2 separate regions of the Sus scrofa genome follow, and region 2 is linked to region 1. A link is a contact called in public HiChIP or PLAC-seq data. All regions are on one chromosome and are shown on one strand. Each heading gives the region's core, a stretch centred on a gene start, on an enhancer-like site or on the middle of the called end of the contact. The rest is flanking DNA. Distances are from core to core; before and after follow the strand shown.

Evidence for each region. HiChIP or PLAC-seq counts read pairs in DNA pulled down with a chosen protein or histone mark.
Region 2: a contact with region 1 is called in an H3K27ac HiChIP or PLAC-seq map of skeletal muscle. The contact joins two enhancer-like sites. A contact is called at or near these places in 1 of 5 promoter capture datasets (liver), 9 of 47 Hi-C or Micro-C datasets (embryonic fibroblasts, fetal heart ventricle, fetal skeletal muscle and 3 more) and 1 of 2 datasets of contacts at active chromatin or transcription factors (skeletal muscle).

What each region holds. Positions count from the first base shown.
Region 1 is chr11:46,381,010-46,385,756 of Sscrofa11.1, reverse strand. It overlaps a transcript of KLF12 not described here. Among named protein-coding and RNA genes, the nearest start is that of KLF12, 75 kb to the right of the region's middle. Within about 2 kb of position 2,651, at least 27 of the 83 cell types and tissues checked have an H3K27ac peak or open chromatin away from gene starts, as enhancers often do. A contact at or near this core is called in skeletal muscle, where this site is marked.
Region 2 is chr11:46,452,627-46,457,265 of Sscrofa11.1, reverse strand. It overlaps a transcript of KLF12 not described here. Among named protein-coding and RNA genes, the nearest start is that of KLF12, 150 kb to the right of the region's middle. Within about 2 kb of position 1,840, at least 19 of the 83 cell types and tissues checked have an H3K27ac peak or open chromatin away from gene starts, as enhancers often do. A contact at or near this core is called in skeletal muscle, where this site is marked.

The sequences.
Region 1 (4,747 bases), core at 1,402-3,901:
GATTGATACACATGCATCAGATGTGTAAGCATCAAATGGGGTAGTGTAATGTATGTGTGTGTACGTGTATACAGGAATCCCACACGGTAATATAATGTGTTTGCATGTGTGTGTGAATCAGACAGAGAGTACTGTAATATGTGTAAGAATGGGGGACAGACAAGCATGGCATCTGTGTGTGCATATGTGTGTTTGCATATGATTCACACACATAGTAGTGTAAGGTAAGTGTGTGTGTGTGTGTATGAATCAGAGTAGTGTAATTGGAAAAACGCAGGGCAAATAAAACTATCTGAAATGATTCTGAAATGATCATACCTGCATGACATTGTGTAAAGCACATAACCTTTCGAGGCACCATTAGTAAATTGTGAGATTTTTACTCAGTCTTGCTATGGTCCTTCCTGCTTCTGTGGCTAGCCTATTCCATCACTGAGTGGGTTATTATATCTGTAATGATATTTATAACTGACCTTTCTGTATTCAGAATCCGTGTTGTATCTTTGTTAGCTACTGTGGGAGAGAGACACAGTAACTCTAATTTCATAGTTATTTTTCTGAACTCTTCCCAAACTGACCCCTGGTTTTTATAATGAGAGGAAGGCAACACTTCCCTGGATGTCCTTGAGAAACCACATTTTCTAAATCCTTGCATCAACAAAAAATATCACTGCAGTCTTCACCCGTCTTGTTAAGGCTACATGGCCCTGTAATACCTAATGATTTGAGTGGGAAATCCTTGAAGTCAGTGTTTAGGCAGTGCCTAGGTAGTAGTCCCTGCCTCAAGCTCCATACTTGGCATATATCTGTGGAAAGAACAAATGGTTGTATGAGAAGATGCATTTTAATAATTCACTGTCATCTGTGTGCCCAGGTGTTTGCTGAAGATTTCTTTGCGATGTTGTAGTTGGAGCTGGTGGGGAGAGACGGTTTCTTACCCTGGTGGTTGCGAGATGGCAAGTGCTATTTTGATGCTGTTTGTAACTGTGATAGAGAAGCTGAGGGATGGTGGGAGTAGAATGTTAGTGCGTTTCTATCTTTGGGGAACAGTTGCTGCACCCCTTTTGGAGGAACCATCTTAAACCAGTGAACCACATTATTTCATTAGCTCTGTGTCTGTAGAATCGTATGGGGGCTTTCCCTCTGGGCATAAATCTTGTGTCCATAGGGCACTGAAGCAGTTAATCTAAATGCTCTCTTTTGGACTCAAAGTGCAGTGCGGACAGAGCCCTGAGTTATGATGCTGGAACATCAGAAGGTCCTGCTCTACTCATGGAATATTCTTACTAGCTTGTGGTCACTGCAGTGGGAAGCGAAAAACTCTGTGTGGGGAAATTATAACCATTAAAAGAAAATTTGGTAATCAAACATGAAAGAACACCTCTTTCACTCATGAAATGCCTTTACTTTTTTTGTGTGTTTGTTTTCGTTTTTTTAATTTCAAAATCCATTTGAGCATTCCTCACTAATAAAGCTTGCTGCGATGGCAAAAAACGGCTTTCAGAGGCCCTTAGTCAGCTTAGGCTGATTAGGTGTAGTGGTAATTAATTCTTACTTTGATACCTCGTTGGCCTTCTTACTTGCGGAAAAGGAGTAAACATGAGAAATAGGATTTTAAAAGATGTGGGTGGTTATAAGCTATGCCGCATGTTCTTCAGAAAGATATGTGGCCCTAAAATTAATGCGATGAGAACTTGTTGTATGAAGTTGGTTTACCCAGCGGGTTTTAAAAATGTTTTAATTGGAATTCCTGTCTTGGCTCAGTGGAAACGAATGTGACTAGCATTCACGAGGACGCAGGTTCGATCCCTGGCCTCGCTTAGTGGGTTAAGGATCTAGTGTTGCCATGAGCTGTGGTGTAGGTCACAGACTCGGCTTGGACCTGGTGTTGCTGTGGCTGTGGTGTAGGCCAGCAGCCACAGCTCCTATTCGACCCCTAGCCTGGGAACCTCCGAATGCTGTAGGTGTGGCCCTACAAAGACAAAAAAAAAAACCTTTTCATTAAACATATTTATACATTTTTTAAGTTGATTTTTATTTTATGTTGGCTTATGAAATCTACCATGTTGTCTGTACAGCAGAAATTGTCAAAACATTGTAAATCAACTCAAACAGAAAAAAGAAAAAATCTTACCAAAAAAATCTATGATGTTGTATCAGTTTAAGGTGGACAGCAAAGTTATTCAGTTATACATATGCATCTATCTCTTCTTTTATGGAAGCAGTTTTGATGTCCTTAAAGTTGAGTGTAAAGACAAAAAAAAACAAGCCAAAAACAAAACCCATTTAGGTTTTGTATGCTTCGTATTGGCTGTCAGTTAGCTCTTTTCATCAGACCGTCTGACAGCGTTTTGAAATGTGGGCATTAGGTTTGTGCCCACTCTCACCTCAGTGAGGAGCCTTCTTCCAGAGTCCACATGAAACGAAAGGTTCATCTTAGGGGGTGGTGGGCAAGGCAGAACTCCCTCGCCTTAAGGAGCAGCCGGTGCGAGCATTCTGCCAACTGGCTGGTTTGTGAGAATGAGTGAAGTCATCAAGGCCAGAGCTATTTTCATGCACGGACACGGAGCTCCGGGGCAGCTGGAGGTGCTGCACAGATGAAGAGGTTTTCAGAAGCAGAAAATTTCCCTGCTGACTGATAGCATCCCCGCTTCCCACCGGCGGGGGCCTCTGACATCTCCAGGCAGCACTAGGTCTGGTGTAATAGCCCAGACAGAGGAGGGATGGGGGAGTGTTTCTAGCCTTTCCCGGTTATCCAAAGCCAGGTCTCCATATCAAGATGCCAGGACCGCCCTCCAGGATAGGTGGCCCCCTTGGTCAGGAAAATAGGGGTGGTGCACAGCTGGAGGTGCAGGCTTCTGTTCATGGAGCAAGACAGATTCTTTTTCCTTTTTTTTTTTTTTCCTATTTCTTTTACTCAAAAAGGTCAGAAATGCAAAGGCTGCCCTTTGTGCTGACACCATCCTGTAGGAGATTAGGAGCAGAGTAAAGGAAGTGGGATGTGCATCATGTATAATTTATCAGCACATTGAAAACAAATTGAACAGCACGCTGGACAGTCAACCACTGCACAACAGCACCGATGTGGGAGAAAATGCCTTTCTCAAACCCTTAAGAAAAAGATCGATCACTTGTAAAACCAATTTTTTGGTGTAATCCGAACTGCGTTTTCCCATTCTGATCCTGAACTCTGCCTTGTGGGTTCTGCCACTAAAGAGCCTTCAGAAATGCATAAATGAATATGTGATGAGAGAATCATCTACCGGATGCTGTTTTAACCACTTCCGAAAGGATCTAAAAGTGTACACCGAGCTCCGGCCCTTCAGTGACTTCAAAAAAGTCCAGATACATCCACCAAATGGAGATAAATTTAGCGATAATGAGATACTAAGTTGGCGCCTAAGACAGTCACTCCTTTTCAGCTTCACTGATGCAAGGATTTTCAATTCAAGAAGCAAGAGGTATCGCCTGATAAGTAGTTTCCTACAATAGGAGTGAATCAAAGCAGACCCTCTTCAGCATGAGTGCACTCAGGGGTCATGACTGTGGAAGCTGCCATGATTCAACCCTGTTGAGCAATGGGCCGTCAGAGACAGGAAGCTGCCTTGTTTATTCAAAGTAGGTACCACAGTCTCAGCCCGCTGAGCAAGGTTTTGCAGGCACTTTCATTCTGAATAGGAAGCCCTGGTGCAAGCAAAAACCAAAAAGCCAAAGTACTTGGGATAGGTGTTGATACCGTACTAAGGCTTTCAAGCTCTTGTTTATTTTCTTAATATTTTTAATTAAAAAGGCACAACCTTTACATTTCTTTTTCAGTAACAGTTAACAGTTTAGCAAAGCTCTCATGTAAGTCAGGATTGGACAGAGTGCATGGCCTGCATTTCTACAATGCTTGATGAATTCAAAGTTAATGAAACCTTGATGCAGGGAGGTGTGGCTTCCTTCAGACTCTTCCAAAAGGCGTATATTCAGAGGTTTCTGCTGTGTGTCAGCAGGACAAAATCACCATTGCCTTAGGATTTCTGGGCAAGTGGGGGAGGGATTGCAGAGTAATTTGATAGAATTGGGGGCATCATTTGGAACATTTTCAATTACAGATGAAGAAAGTAATACTGCAAAGCGTCTTTCTTTCCTGATAATATCATAATCTAAGAATTATCATGGAAGTTAGATGAATGAATCCAACTGAGAGTTGCTTCTGTTCAGTATTAGACTTGTTATTTGGGGGGGGGATTAAGAAAAACTATAGTAATCTTAAATGAAAGCTTTCCTAGATATAATTTACTCTTTCTCTGAAGGCTAAAAGGAACTTGAGGATCATGAAATCTGGTATCGTTTTGAAAAGCCAGGCTTGAGATCTAACTTCCTCCTTATTGCTCTGGGACCAAGGGCACATAACATATCTGGGGCCTCTGTTTCCTCGTTTGTAAGATGACCTTAATTAAAAGAATCTCCCTGAAAGGATTGTTGTGACATTTTGAAAGAATAACTCTGAAAGGCCCTAGTGTGATGTCTAGTATGTAGAAAGAGCAAAATAAAGGTGGCCCGTTCGTATGATGACTAATAATGTTATTTTCTTCTTCCTCAAGGCTCTCATTTGAAAGATTCATTTTCACTTCCGTCTGACTATTGGACCACGGTCTGCATTTGGTCCACCACCCTCACCTCTGGTACTGGAAAATAATTTTCCTTCTGGTGGTCTGAAATGAAGGCTCTAGCAGTAATAAAGATCAGTAAGTTAAAACCT
Region 2 (4,639 bases), core at 591-3,090, 72 kb before region 1:
TTTGGTTGCATAAGTTATATCTTTATGGCTGCAGCCTGGTCAGTCTGGAGACTGGCTTGGGCATGTTAAGCTCCTTTGAGTTGGGGGGAGCACATTTTTGAGCAGACCAGAACTGGCAGACATTTGTAATGTATTTAGGAAAGAGGGTTTATTATTTTACCCTCTAATTCATAGCTATTGTGAAACATGCTAGCAGAAGTTGGGATATTTTTGCATGAAATTCTAATAATTTATGAACTCACACTGTCCTATAGCTGTATGAAAGCAACTAAACATCCTTGAGGGCCTTCTGTTTATTTTTGAAGGGTTTCAGTTATTTGTCTGTTAATTTGTCATGCCAGTTTAAAAGAAACTTCTGTCAGCTAAACTTTATTTTGGAATGCCTTGAATTACTATTGACTGAATGAAAATTGTTGTGCTCATAGGCCCTTAATATTTTTTTGTTTTTTTGTTTTTTCCCCTCCGGAAAGTTCCTTTTCCACAACTCAATGTCATTGGGGAGAAAATTGGTCCTGGTATAGCATTTGAAACCTTGACCTTAGCAACTCTTGGCCTGGGCTTGTTTACTACAGCTGCAGCCTATGTGTGTACAGAAAGGGAGGAACTGCAAACGGTGTGCACACTCTCTCCCCAGGCCAAGGGAAAAACAGATCGGGATGCTTGATCTGTTCATTCTGAAGAGCACCCATCAGGCATGTAATAGCGTTAGCGTTCTGGTCGTTTAAAAAAAAAATATATGTTCCTCGGGGATTACTTCCCAGCCTTCTGTGCAAGGTAAACACACATGCACTTCAGCAGACTTAGAGTGAGTTTTAGATGTTATAGCACGAAGCCGGCTGTTAGCAACTTAGTGAAATAATTTGGTCTTAAATATAGGTGTGTTTTCTCTCCGAGCAAAGATGACATAAGTGCTTAGGCCTCTAGGCCTTTATGACGGCATTTTGAACCAAGCCAGTGTGGGTTCATCTAGAGTGTTGAGTAACTTGACCAGTGAGGTGATGCTGTCAACTAGTTGAATATAGAAACGTCTTGGATGTTTTCACCACGATACAGAATGGAAAGTGTGGCATTTCATGTTTCTATGAATTAACATGAGACGAATCACTTTAAATCGGGGAGGGGGGGCGTCCAATGGTTTGTTATCTATATTGTGAGAGTGACAAACCCTTTAGTGTCAACGTCACCAAACGAGCTGTAGATGATTTGTGTATTAATACAACGTAGTTTGTATTCTGCAGAACTAGAAACGGCACAAACTCATTTGAAAAAGTTATGCCTTTTTTGACTAAATAAATTTCCTTATGCTTCCATGTTGATTCATGAACAAGAGCTAAAAATCCCCAAAGAGTTTTATTCTGAATCGACAGCACGGTTATGTTTTCCTTGTAGAAAACAACTTTCATTTTTGTAAACAATTCCTAAAATAGATTGCAGTCGCTTACCTTTATCATTTCCATTTGGAAAATACCATATGGTCCCAGAGTGGAAATAATCTGTATTTTTGCCCAGTGTTCATTTTCCATTTAAAATTCATGTGTATTTATTTTTTCAGAGTCCAAATTGTGTACGCCTTTCAGTCTTAAGTATGTGCACAATGTAAGGGTGAAAGTATTGCAATTAAATCACTGGCAACACCCAATAACCACAGCCTTAACTCATCCACCACAACTAGGGCTCTCAGAATCAAAATCTAAGTAAACAGATGGGCCTTGCCCTGTGCCCAGAAGGGCAGCAGCCTTAGGCTTTGTGAGACCTGCTTTGTGAGTGATTCTAGATCCCAGGCCCTTCTGGAGAACTGTGTGACTTCAACTGGCCAGAATTCATTGTCAGGGCGGGCCTACGGCAGCCACACCCCATCTGATGTCAGCTTTTGAGTTCTTGCGGTAGGGAACACATGCTGTGGATTAAATGGTTACTTTCTTTATATATTCTCAGTAATTATGTTACAAAAGGATTTTTCGGTTTTGGGTGTTTATTGTCATAAAAGTGGCTACTTGAGTAGTCCTGTTGCTCCATAAAAATTTGTTTTGGTCTGGCAGCAGATTACAGGATAGTTGCTCAAAGAATTCTGCTCTGGGATGGTCTTTCTTCCTGTCTTTTTTTTTTTTTTTTTTCATCTCAAAGTTAACTTTTATTTTGTTGCTGAATTTGATGGTAATAGTTTTGAATATTTATTACAGGCGTAATAATTGGACGGGTCCAAACAGTGTTGCTTTTTAGTGACAGATGCAGCAGCGGAAAGCCCTTGCTGCTGTGTTGCTATGTGGAAGATGAGGGGAAAAAAATTGCAGAGCTTTGGGATAGATTTCCCACCCCCATCAGAGGCACTAGAAGCTGCCGCTATTACAGCTTTGCTGGCCTCCACATCCAGGGATTGTGTTTCCTGTGCTTCATTCACCATGCTTAACGGTGTATATGGCTTTTCGCAATGATTGCTGGCGTGATATATCTGTATATACTACATATATAAATATATTCTCTATTTTAGATGTGTGTATATGCATAGTATTTATATTTATTATATTACATAATATTTTGTATTTATGAATGTGAGTTTTTGTATTCTCTAGTTATATTGGTATACACCCCATACCTACACCGTTCACATGATGACCATGAATTATGGTAAAGAGCCCCCTACCCACTTGAATAAAAAGGAGGAAAACAGGCAAAGTTTGTTTGTTTTGTTTTTTTTTTTTCAAGTTCTTTATTTAGTAGTAGTGTTCCCACTTTAGTTTCACAAGCAAACTTCTAACAAAACCTGAAATCAACCGTTCCCCAAAGAAAACAAACCCACAGACCTAAATGAGAACCAAGGTAAATGATTGTAAAAAAATGGCATAAATATCTGTAAAGAAAACCTTCATTCATTTCGTAATCGGGTATCTGCTAAGATTGTACATCCTGGAATCAGCACTGATTTAAGTGGCAGAGATAGCGCCGTTTGAGTCAGGCTCTCTTGCTTACTAACTCTGGATGACCTTGGTTCAATTTCTTAACTCCTCTATGTCTGTAAAATGGGAAAAATAATATGCAGTTTCCAGGGTTGTGGTGAGGGTACGATGAAATAACATAGGTAAAAATCACTTTGTGAGACTCTACAGTGCCGGTGTGGCAATTGATTTGGCAGGAAAACCAAGCCCCATCCCCCACCCCCTGCCCTAAAAGGGATGAACTTTCCAGCCTCTCAAAGTGAGCATATAAATTACACTTATGGAGAAGGAATTTCCGAGTGTGGGTAGAAAACTTCTGGCAGTCAAAGGTCATGAATTCCATTCCTGTCTCACTAGAGATTTGCTCTATGACCTTGAGAAAGTCACTCTTAAAAAAAGTCTCTCTGTAGCTGGTATAAAAGCTACTGACATTAACATTTATATAATGCAGGTGAAGTATCTGAGCTTTTCCACAGAAAACGACATGAAAATACAGTTTCCAAGATCATTTACAGAAAATAGAAAATAAAGATCAACAAGGATTATTTAGAGATTATAAACCTCCAGGCTACTTCTTCAGTGAGTCAACTGAAACTTCTATCAAGTGGTCATTAAAAATGCCCTTAAATTTTTTTTTATGGAATCATTAAATTTGTGCTGTTGTACTATAATTTAGAACAGTCTATTGAACTGCAAATCCCTGGTTAAGCCAAGATTTTGTTGATTAAGCTATGCCTGATTTATGGCTTGGTCTCTTGGTTAGACTGAAACGTGGTTGCAACACAACACTGCACAATTAAGAGAGGTTGATGATGGAGATCTTAAATGGGTATTTGCAAATTTATTGCACATGTTTTATTTATATGCACACATTTTCTGCCACGTACATTTTTTTAAAACACATTTTTGAGAAAATTACCAACACTAATAATTGACATAATTTCTCCCCAGCTACGTTTTCTCCGGTTAAGAAACAAACATTTTTTTTTTCCACACACTGCTTCCATACTCTACGCTTGCAGGAGCAAAGGAACAGACTCAAACTAGCTCATCAGTATAACTCTTTCCATGTCACACACACACACCTTGCCAGCTTTCTGTGACACTCTTCTTTATCATCCCTTTCTTGAAGAGTACACCAGGTGTGGAGTTCCCGTCACGGCTCAGCTGTTAACAAACCTGAGTTGTATCCATGAGGACCTGGGTCCGATCCCTGGCCCCGCTCAGTGGGTTAAGGATCCAGTGTTGCTGTGAGCTGTGGTGTAGGTCATACATGCGGCTCAGAAATGGGTTGCTGTGGCTGTGGTGTAGGTCAGCTGCTGTAGCTCCAATTCAGCCCCTAACCAGGGAATCTCTGTATGCCTTGGGTGCAGCCCTAAAAAGACAAAAAAAAAAAAAAGAATACACTGGGTGCTAGTCTGTAGTTTGTGGTCCCGTAGCACACGATAGTCCTTCTTCTGGTATAACTGCTTGTTGATTTGTCTTGTCCCTTCCCAATAATGAGCCCTGGAGAGCAGGAAATGAATTGTCTTCATAGTTAGTTTCCTGGCCTCTAACATAATGACTGATCATATAGTGCAAAAATACTTATTGAAAGAACAGTTTGAGGAGTAGAGTCCATATGACTGTCCTTTCAGTAGCTAAGTGCCAATATCATGGTCATTTTCTACCTAAGCCTTTTCACCTCTAATACATATATTTGACTC